Linked DNA regions of Mus musculus: region 2 is linked to region 1. A link is a contact called in public HiChIP or PLAC-seq data. All regions are on one chromosome and are shown on one strand. Each heading gives the region's core, a stretch centred on a gene start, on an enhancer-like site or on the middle of the called end of the contact. The rest is flanking DNA. Distances are from core to core; before and after follow the strand shown. Region 1 holds the start of Gjc1 (gap junction protein, gamma 1). Region 2 has its middle 22 kb from the start of Adam11.

The links. HiChIP or PLAC-seq counts read pairs in DNA pulled down with a chosen protein or histone mark.
Region 2: a contact with region 1 is called in an H3K4me3 HiChIP or PLAC-seq map of forebrain, with 3 times the contacts expected there. The contact joins the enhancer-like site here to the promoter of Gjc1 in region 1. A contact is called at or near these places in 3 of 39 promoter capture datasets (the HPC-7 cell line, cranial neural crest and liver), 1 of 484 Hi-C or Micro-C datasets (cerebellum), 4 of 115 datasets of contacts at active chromatin or transcription factors (embryonic stem cells, forebrain and pancreatic cancer cells) and 2 of 9 other capture datasets (adipose tissue and liver).

Annotation. Positions count from the first base shown.
Region 1 is chr11:102,817,239-102,821,978 of GRCm38.p6, reverse strand. It overlaps Gjc1 (gap junction protein, gamma 1), which reads left to right and starts at 2,820. Exons shown (of 3, transcript NM_001159382.1): 1 at 2,820-3,009.
Region 2 is chr11:102,736,696-102,741,435 of GRCm38.p6, reverse strand. It overlaps the pseudogene Gm39501. Among named protein-coding and RNA genes, the nearest start is that of Adam11, 22 kb to the left of the region's middle. Within about 2 kb of position 1,810, at least 60 of the 459 cell types and tissues checked have an H3K27ac peak or open chromatin away from gene starts, as enhancers often do. A contact at or near this core is called in the HPC-7 cell line, cerebellum and forebrain, where this site is marked.

The DNA.
Region 1 (4,740 bases), core at 1,571-4,070:
GCGCATGCCTTTAATCCCAGCACTCGGGAGGCAGAGGCAGGCGGATTTCTGAGTTCCAGGACAGCCTGGTCTACAGAGTGAGTTCCAGGACAGCCAGGGCTATACAGAGAAACCCTGTCTCGAAAAACCAAAAAAAAAAAAAAAAAATATATATATATATATATATATATATATATATATATATATATACACACACATATATATACACACACACGCATATATATATATATATACGTATATATATGTGTGTGTATATATATATATATATATATATAAAGTGGAGAGCAGTTAAGACTTATGACATTGACCTCTGGCTTCTAACACATGTACAAACACCACACACACACACACACACACACACACACACATACGTATGTATATAGTTCAGGGTCTGGGGTATAGCTTAGTGGTAGAGAGTTGCTTAACATGCAAGGGCCCTGAATTTGATTCTCAGCACCAAGAAAGAAAGAAAAATAAAACCTGTTACAGCCCAACATGCCAACTAGACCCACGTGTGTTCCTAGTCTAGATCAAGCACAGAACTAGCCCCGCCCCCAAATCCCACCACGCCCCTTTCAGGGCACTGTTCTGCATAGCAGGTAACTTCAATTCTCACTTAGCAGCATAGACTCCTTTTGCCCGTTTTCAAACTATATATAAACGGAAACTCCTTATGAGGTTATATGATTCAGCTTGGTTTATTCTCAGTGATGTACATTCTACCATTGTATGATTATAGTAGTGTTTATCTGTTCTGTGGCTGATGGGTAATTAGAGTTTTTTTTTTTTTTCTTTTTGGCTGTTAAACTATCCCACACATATTTTGGTGAACACCTGTAGGCATTTCTGTAGAAGTTAGTCAAATGATGTCTTTTTTCTCTTAGAGGAGGGGGGCCAGAATTAAACCCAAGACCATATGCATCCTGGGTAAGAGCTCCACTGAGCTATGCCCCAGCCCCAACAGGTTTTTCTCATTCATATTCTCATGTATTTAAAAGTTCTTCACATTTGCCACTAGAAGAACTAGAGAAGTCATGTTGGGAAAGGCTGGCTGGGGAGAACTTTTGATACTCAGAGGCCAAGCCGTTTAAGGAACGGAAAAGGCTCAAGCAGCTGAGCGGGAGGGTGTAGGTTCTCAATAAACCAAATGTGGATCAGAAATGGCTATCCCATAAAACCAGAGGCTCATGGTTGGCCATGGTGTCCCTTACCTCTACTCCTAGCACTTAGGAGGTAAGAGCTGGGGAATCCCTCTGAGTTCCTGAGCAGTCTGATCTACATAACAAGCTCTAGGACAGCCAAGGTGACCCCATCTCAAAAAACAAAGAAGCAAACAAAAATAAAGGTTCAGAGCACAGCACAGTGGGGGTGGTGTCTGCCTTAGACCCCGCCTCCTGAGACAAAGGCAGGAGCATCAAGACTTCAAAGCTAGCTCTCAGCCACAGGTCGAGTCTGAGATCAGCCTGTGCTATAATGGGACTTCGTTTCATAAAAAATCAAACAAAATATCAAAAATGAAACATGAGGCTCAAAGTGAGCACATTCTTTGATTTTTAGAGAGAAGCCAAAAAAAAAAAAAAAAAAAAAGGATTTAAAAATTTGGGCACTTTCCTAAAAAAAAAAAAAAAAAAAACCACACACATCATAGCAACCAAACAAAATTTCGGAGGGTGTGGGTAGGCAATGGACCATCCCTTTTCATCCCAACCTGTGACCTAGCTTCGGGAGAAATTTGATCCACAAGTCGCCTCACTTGTTAGTGTTTAATTTCATCCCTGTCCAGGGGCAAAACTTTTAAAAAGCCTATCCATTTGTAATTCTAGAGTACAGGAATGGCCCTCCCCTCCCATCTCTTTGGTAAACTGCCTTTCACCACCCAGTCTCAATCTCGTTAAAGTATTTAGGGGAATTTCTCGTTTCTTTTTTAATAAAGATTTATTTTTTATTATTTTTAATTATGTGTCTCTGGGTCTATGTGTAGGTATGTGCACATCGATATAGGTGCCCCGAGAGAGTCGGATCCTCCAGAGGCTGGAGTTACAGGTGGTTGTGAACCACACAACGTGGGTGTAGAAGATTCTCTGCAACAGTAGTACAAACTGCATAGCCGCTGAGCCGTCTCTCCCGCTAGTTTTCCTTTTCTTAACCCGCAGTTTCGGCCAGGGGAATTCCTGTCCATGTGCATTTCAAGTCTTGTAATTGGGATCCCGCTGGGATGCAAGGAGTTAAGAGGAAATGGCCTATTAGGGTCTTACTAATCCGAGAAATCCAGGACCTCAAAACTATGCAGAACGCCTGTAAAAACCATGATTCCACCAGGCGGGGATGGTTGGCCGAGAAGCCCCGGAGGTTTTTCGAGCAACTGCAGAGCAGAGCCTAGAACGGCCATGAGCATCCCGAGATCCGCTGGACCAAGGCCCTGACCTAGCGCACGAGATAACGGTGGAGCTCTGCGGTCCGACCCTGGAAACTCAGGTGAGGCGTGTCTCCATCACGCTGTCACTGGCCGGCTCCTCCGGGGAATCACGCCACAGGAAATGAGCCCGCGGCGCTCGAAGTCAGCCGCCCACCGGGGCTCCCCGCGCAGGGGTCCTCCCGCCACCGCGCGCCCCGCCGCGTACGGGACCGCCCGGGAACGCGCGCGGCCGGTCACGGAAAGTTGGCGCCGGCGCGGGGCCGCGCGCTCCGGGCGCCCCCTCCCACTCGAGGCGCACGTGCAGCCGCGCCCCCGCTCCCAGGCCGAGACGGGACGCCCCCACCCCCACCGCGGCACGCAGTGCGCAGGCGCCTCCCCGCGGGTCCCGGCGGCGGGAGCGGGAGAGAGGGAGGCGGCGGGCGCGGCCGGAGCGGCTTCAGCCTCGGCTTGAAGGCTGAGGCGAAGGAGGCGGCGGCGGTGGCGGCGGCGGCGAGGCGGCGAAGGTGATGGCGACGCGGGGCCCATGAGGCGGCGGCCGGCGGGACGGGCCGAGGCCCGGCGGAGGAGGCGGCTTCGGGGGCGCCCACCGCCGGGTGAGCGGCGGCTTGAGGGGCCCCGGGCCGGGCGCGGCCGGGCGAACTCTGAGGCGCCTCGAAAGCGGCGGCGGCGGCGGGCCGGGTTCCTGGGGGCGGCAGGGCGGGAAGGAGCGCCCGCCGAGCCCCGAGGGGCGTCGCCACCCGCGTCCCGCCGCCGGCGCGCCCGCCCTCTTTGTCCCCAGGCGCGCGGTTCCCAAATTGGGAGGGAAACGGCTCGGGCGGGCCGGGAGCGGGCGGCGGTGCTCCCGCAACTCCTCGGGGCGGTTGGGGGACCCGGCCGGGCTGGCGCTGGGCGGGCTCGTCTTTGTCTGACGGCCTGGGCCGCTCTTCGGCGGCGTGCTGCGGGCTCCGGCGGGTCCTCTGTCCCCCTCGGAGGTTTCTTTTTCCCCCCTTTTTTACTGGAGGTTTGGTTCGAGCGCTGCGGAGCGGGAGAGGGGCTGGCGGGAGGACCCGGCCCGTCGCCTCTTGCTGGACGCCTTTTCTTTACTTGAGATGACTTTATTCTCACTTCGGAAAACTTTGGAGCTCTGCTGTGGCCTTTTTTTTTTTTTTTTTAATTGTTCTTCGTTGAGTCTCCAGATTGAAAATAGAGAGGAGGCGCTAATGCTGTGATTGGGCTGGCTGCCGCGTTTGGAGTTTCGAGTTGAAAAGATTTACATGACCCATGTTTAGAATTTGGGGTCCTCCCCCGCCGGTCCCCGCTTTGCGGATTATTTGGGATTGCTTTTCTTTTGCGAAGTGGGATGAGTTTGGTTTTTGTCATTTGAAGACATTTTCCTTTTGGTCCTCGGGGACTGGCAACGCCACAGATTTCATTGTGCTCGGGCTTTATTTTGTTCTCGTCCACACTAGGTGCAATCGAGGAACTCAAGGTAGACCAAATTCTGGATAAGTTATCTTGTATGTGTCTTAAGTCTAAAAGTTATTGCTTTTGTTGTGCACCCTTACAAGTGGATATATGTGAAAGCGCTGTACAAAAAGCCTTGTAAACGAAAGACTTTAGTTCTGTTAGGCAGAAATCATTTTGTCTGTAGTACATGAGTAACTGTAGGAAGAGGATTAATAATGTAATTTGGGGATTAATCCTTCCCCCTTGTAAACAGTTTGCAGGTATTTTTCAGAGCAAAAAATGCAAAACAAAGAGAAACAAAAAAGGCCCCACGAATTTGATTGCTTAGCTTGTAACTAAATTAATTGTGAGTTTTTGTTAAAAATTGCAGGTTTTGTTTGGGGCCAGCAGGATTTATTTGCAGCTACTTTGAGTTTCTTAAGGGCTGTGTAATGGCAGAATGAAAGGAATTAGAACAGTCTTCGGGGTAAAGGGTAAAACGATTTGTGATGCCAGATCTTCGGGTGCAGAGTAGGCAAAGGGCGTTTTGGAGAGAAAACTGGCATTATAAGTTCTGCAAATGTGTTCTGATGTGTTATGGTTCCAAAACATTGGTTTCATCCTATTAGTTCTGTTCCTTTGCTAAAGAATGGATGAGGAGGTATTGAATACTGGCTCACATACAAGCAGTAAATTCTTGTTTTACAAAGTCTGGAGTTGGCTCTCAGTACACCTTGGCAAAGGGTTAGCTTACAGACCCATGGAATGTGTTTAACCAAAGTGTTTCCTACAACAGTGAGATGATCTCATTAAAGATTACATTTTACTTTTTAATGTTATTCTTTGAAGCTGGCTATCATTGTGTGGCATGGGTTGATCTGGAACTTGGTATGCAGCCT
Region 2 (4,740 bases), core at 561-3,060, 80 kb after region 1:
GGATGTGAGGAAGCTGTGGGGGGCAAGGAACTGGGCCCCAGCAGGGCGAGCCGCTTCAAGACCGCCTCCCTTTTCTTCCTGCTGTTGGGAGGGCTGCGGAAGCTGGGCTCTCAGGCTGGGAGCTGGGGCGATCCTGGCAGGGCCTCCCGGGGCTATGATGAAAGTGGGCCCTCTGATGATCCTGGGGTCTCACTCCAGAAGAAGGAAAGCAGAGCAGAGCAAAAATGCCTTGAGGTTACCCGGGCCCAGGTGGGAACTGGCGCTGTGCTACGGTGAGGAGAGTGAGCCCAGAGAAACTAAAACTGTCAAGACCCCTCCACCCACTAGCGCATGACAGCTTTTTTTTTTTTTTTTTTTTTTCAAAACAGGGTGTCTCAGAACTCACTCTGTAGACAGGTCGGCCTTGAACTCACAGACATCCATGCGTCTGTCTCTGCCTCCTGAGTGCTGGGACTAAAGACATGCGCCACCATGTTCAGTGAAAGCTTTTTTTATGTTCTAGATGCTCCTGCCAATCCAGACTACTTTCTAGGACCAGGGTGAAGACACAGCACATTTGATTCCCAGTGCCTATTACGTGAGGCGAAACCAATATTGAAATCAAGATGGCTCAGCTGTTAAGTGTGTAACTGCTCTCGCAGAGTCAGTTCCCAGAACCCACACCGGGCAACTCACATCTGCATGTAACTCTAGCTCCCCCCGCCCCCCCCCCCCCCGCGGTCTTGTGACCTCTGACCTTCTACAGCACCTGCACGCATGCGCACATACCTACAGATGCATCATAAACATGAAAAATAAATCTCAAAAAACAAAATGGAAAAAATACAGAAGACCTGGGGAGTAGCACACAGATAACAAAACTCATCTCCAGAATTCCAAAAGGATTGTATTGTATTAAAGCAAAGGAAAAAATGTATTTTCATTTTTTTGTTTGTTTGTTTATTTGTTTTGGGATTCAAACTCAGGGTTTGGTGTGTGTTAGCAAGCACTCTGAGCAAAAACCTGAGCCTAGGAGGGGAGGAGGTCTTATTCATTCGTTTTCAAATTGTGTTTAAAGTCCTGGGAGACCCGATGACTGCTTCTATTAGGAAGAGCCCAGGGACTAAGGAACAGAATTTGGGGGCAATCCTGTCTATTGTATATCTTACCAAATTCTGAATTTAAATCTATTAAGCAGAAGCAAGTACCCCCACCCCACCCCACATTCAAACTCCTAGGCCAGGGCTGTGGAAAGGCGTCAGGCAAGTCCTGCAGTCTGTCTGGATGTGGTCTGAGATTGGACCACACACAGATCTGAAGGTTGAGTTCTTCTTCTCAGTTCAGCTTGATAAAGACATCGTGGCCTTCAATGAGCCTTGGCTCTCTTTTTTTTTATCTTTATTTAATTAGCCATTTCAGTTTTTTCCTGCTACTGAAGATTGAACTTGGGCCCTCGTGTCTGCTAGGCAAGCACTCTACCACTGAGCCATGTACCCCACCAAAGCCTGAGCTATCTATGGGGATGCGCATGGTTCTAAGCCCAGAAAAGAAGGAAAAGCCAAGGAAGCATTTGGGAGAGGACTGTGGTGAGATGCTACAGTCCCCCTCCTCCACCGTGCAATCTGTAGATTCATTCCCAGGCCAAGAGCTGCTCCTGGCCAGCAAGCCAGGAACATTTGCATATTTTATCGGGGCCAGGACAGCCCGCAGGCAGCCCCTGGCCCAGGCCACAGTGAACGCTTGAGCACTGTGACTGAGCCACAGCGGGGAGATAGGGCTGTGCAGAACTACGGACGCTAAGCATTCGTGTAGCTGAAGAGCTGAATGGACAGGAAGCACCAGTTTGGGTGGGTGACAGAATGACCAGAGTTGTCACAGGCTGCCCTGAGAAGCATCTGCTGCCCCCTGGAGCAGAATGACCTAGCTGCGGCTTTCATTCTTGCGCCTTTTTACACAAAAGACTGAAGCACAGCTGCTACACGTGCGTCTGCAGAGAAGACACGGGGGCTACGGGAAGGCTTCCGTCATCTACCACCTACGGAAGCTTTTGGTACCTAGCCCGGCTGCTACATCATACCAGCCTTGTCTGCCACCTTGTGGTTAAATGTCACCTCTGCATTTAGTGACAACAGGTAAGCACCTTGTTCTCGATCCCACAGAAAGCCGGTTTAATGCTCTTGAATAGCGATGAGTACACGTCCATTTTGGACTCCCCAAGGAGTGTAAACTACAACCAGGGTGGTACCTGTGGGAGAGGCCTGTGTCCCCGGGTGGAAGACCCATCGGGCGCCTAGGTCAAGTCAGAGAGAGCAGACTACAGTGAGATGAAGTCTCCTCTTGCCAGATCAGGAAATTCTTTTACAATCTCTTGGATCCTTGGAAGATCTTGACACACCCAGGGGCTATCCCATCTGGATCAAGCCCCTAAAATAGAGTAGGGGAAACCCCAGGCAGAGAGGAGCAGGGTGTAAGATCTCTTGCCGCCAGCTGATTCTATAACAACAGTTCTAGGGTAAACGTATCCCAACAGCAAGCAGCTCTTTTAGAGTGTGAGGACACACACACACACACACACACACAATTGACAATTAAGTCAAACTGGGCTGGACTATGGGCCTTGATGCTCTGTCTGGAGACTGTGAAAGTTAGCATGACTCTTTGTCATTCCCCCAGCAGGGCAGAGCTATATGAAGATTAGGTGAATCCTAGCACAGAATAAACCCCCTAAAGAGTGGCCAGCAGCTTCAGGATTACTTCCTCGTTTTTAAGATGGGGCCATAACAACCATTAAGTTAGCTGGGGAATAGCTGTTCTGTATTAATTAAAATGTTCCTGGTCCTTGCCTAATCCTTCAGCCACAGCCCACACTTTGGCTATTTGCTACTCTGCCTTTCCACAACCTCCCATCCTACAGAGCAGTGGAATAATTGAACATTTCCGTCTTAAGGAAGCCTACAGGACCACCACTCCTCTAGAAGGTGACATTCCTACTCAAGGCCACCAAGCTCTACTCCACAGGACCTGGGGACCCTCACTCCCCAGGGTCAGGCTTTGGTCTGGAGGCTGCTGCTCCCTCAGCCTTCTCTACTGCTGTTTCCTTGAAGTGGCATAGCAGAGACTTGAGGCCAGAGCATGACGGGCACCGGTACTCATTGCTTGGGGAGCCCTTGGCCATCTAAGGGGGACCTACTAGGAAGGCACAGGACCCCCTGGAGGGGCAGAGCCTGGAGACTCCACCTCAGCCTCTAGGAAAGCACACCCCAGCCTCCACACAGGTCAACCAGGCCAAGATGGGGTAGACTGTTAATGAGACTTCCTATTTCTTCCAGTTACTCTGAGAGTGCCCTCTAAGGATGGTCTCTGCAAGGAAGGCTGTGTGCACACCACAAACTCACGCAGTGAATACCAGGAAGCTATGCTGGCAGCACCATCTCCCTTATCCAACCGGGGTCCTAATCATGTATGTGTGTGTGTATGTGTGGTATATATATATTCATATATGTGTGTGTATGACATATACATGAACATACACATACATGTATGTATATGTGAGTATGTTCATGCATGTATATATACATGTGTGTATATATGTATGTTCATGTATGTTATATATCATTTCGTGTGTGTGTATATATATATATATATATATATATATATATATATGTACTTATTTTTTAATGTGGAACTTACTGTGATACTCAGATTGGCCTTGAACTTCTAGGCTGAAACAGTCCTCCTGCTTTAGCTTTAGTTGGGATTTCAGACTTATGGCCTCTGCGCCCCGTTATATGCATCTGGGCTTTACTTTAATGATTCTTCTCTTGCCATTTAACTTTAAGGGCCTTGGATTCTCACAAAGGGGAAGGGGGAAGCAGCTGTCTGTAAGGATTTACAGATGACGGTGTGTGGGGTGCCCAGCCCAGGCTGGCCTAGAACATGAGACAATCCTCCTGCCTCACTCTCTTGAGTGCTGGGATCACAGTGTGAGCTATCATACCCAGCTCTGAGCTCCTCTTGCTAAGCTCCGGAGTTGAGTTGGCTTTGCCTCTAATCCCAAGATGGCCCTGGACTTCAGAAAGACCTGGAAAGAAAGGCTAAACCTCACTCTGGGCTGAAGACAGCACAGAGCCTACCGTTAGCAGCTGGTGGCTTAGACTGTTTTGCTGCATTGAAGAGGGAAGATGGGCAGGAATTTGAGATCCTCCTGCCTCAGCCGAGTTCTGGGGTGAATTGTGGGCGATTGCACTGTGCTAGCATGCTCATTTGACCATTTGTAGGACTTGTTTGTACTGTAGTACTGTGTCACCACACATTGCCTGGAGTCATCTACTCTGCCCCCTTTTGGCCCAATTCACGTTGTTTCTGATGGCCTTCTGGAGGACGTAGCTCAGTTGGTAGATCCAAGCCCTGGGTTCGAGTCCCAGTTTGGCATAAAACCGGGTGTGGTGGCACATGCCTGTAATCTTTGCACTGGGGAGATGGAAACAGGAAAATCAAAATTCAAAGGTCATCTTTGGCTACATAGCAAGTTCAAGGCTGCATAGGACCCTTGCCTTGGCCTCCGTTTATGAAAACAAGGGCGCTCCTACCCCAGCTCAGAACAAATCCAACAAACTCATTGGCTTTGCAAGGGATTCTACTATTTCTGAACTTCTAACTCTAAAATCCCCATAAAAAGTGATGTGGTAGCCTGGTGTGGTGATACACACCTTTATTCCCAGCATTTAGGAGGCAGAGATGGAGCTCTGTGAGTCGGGGGCT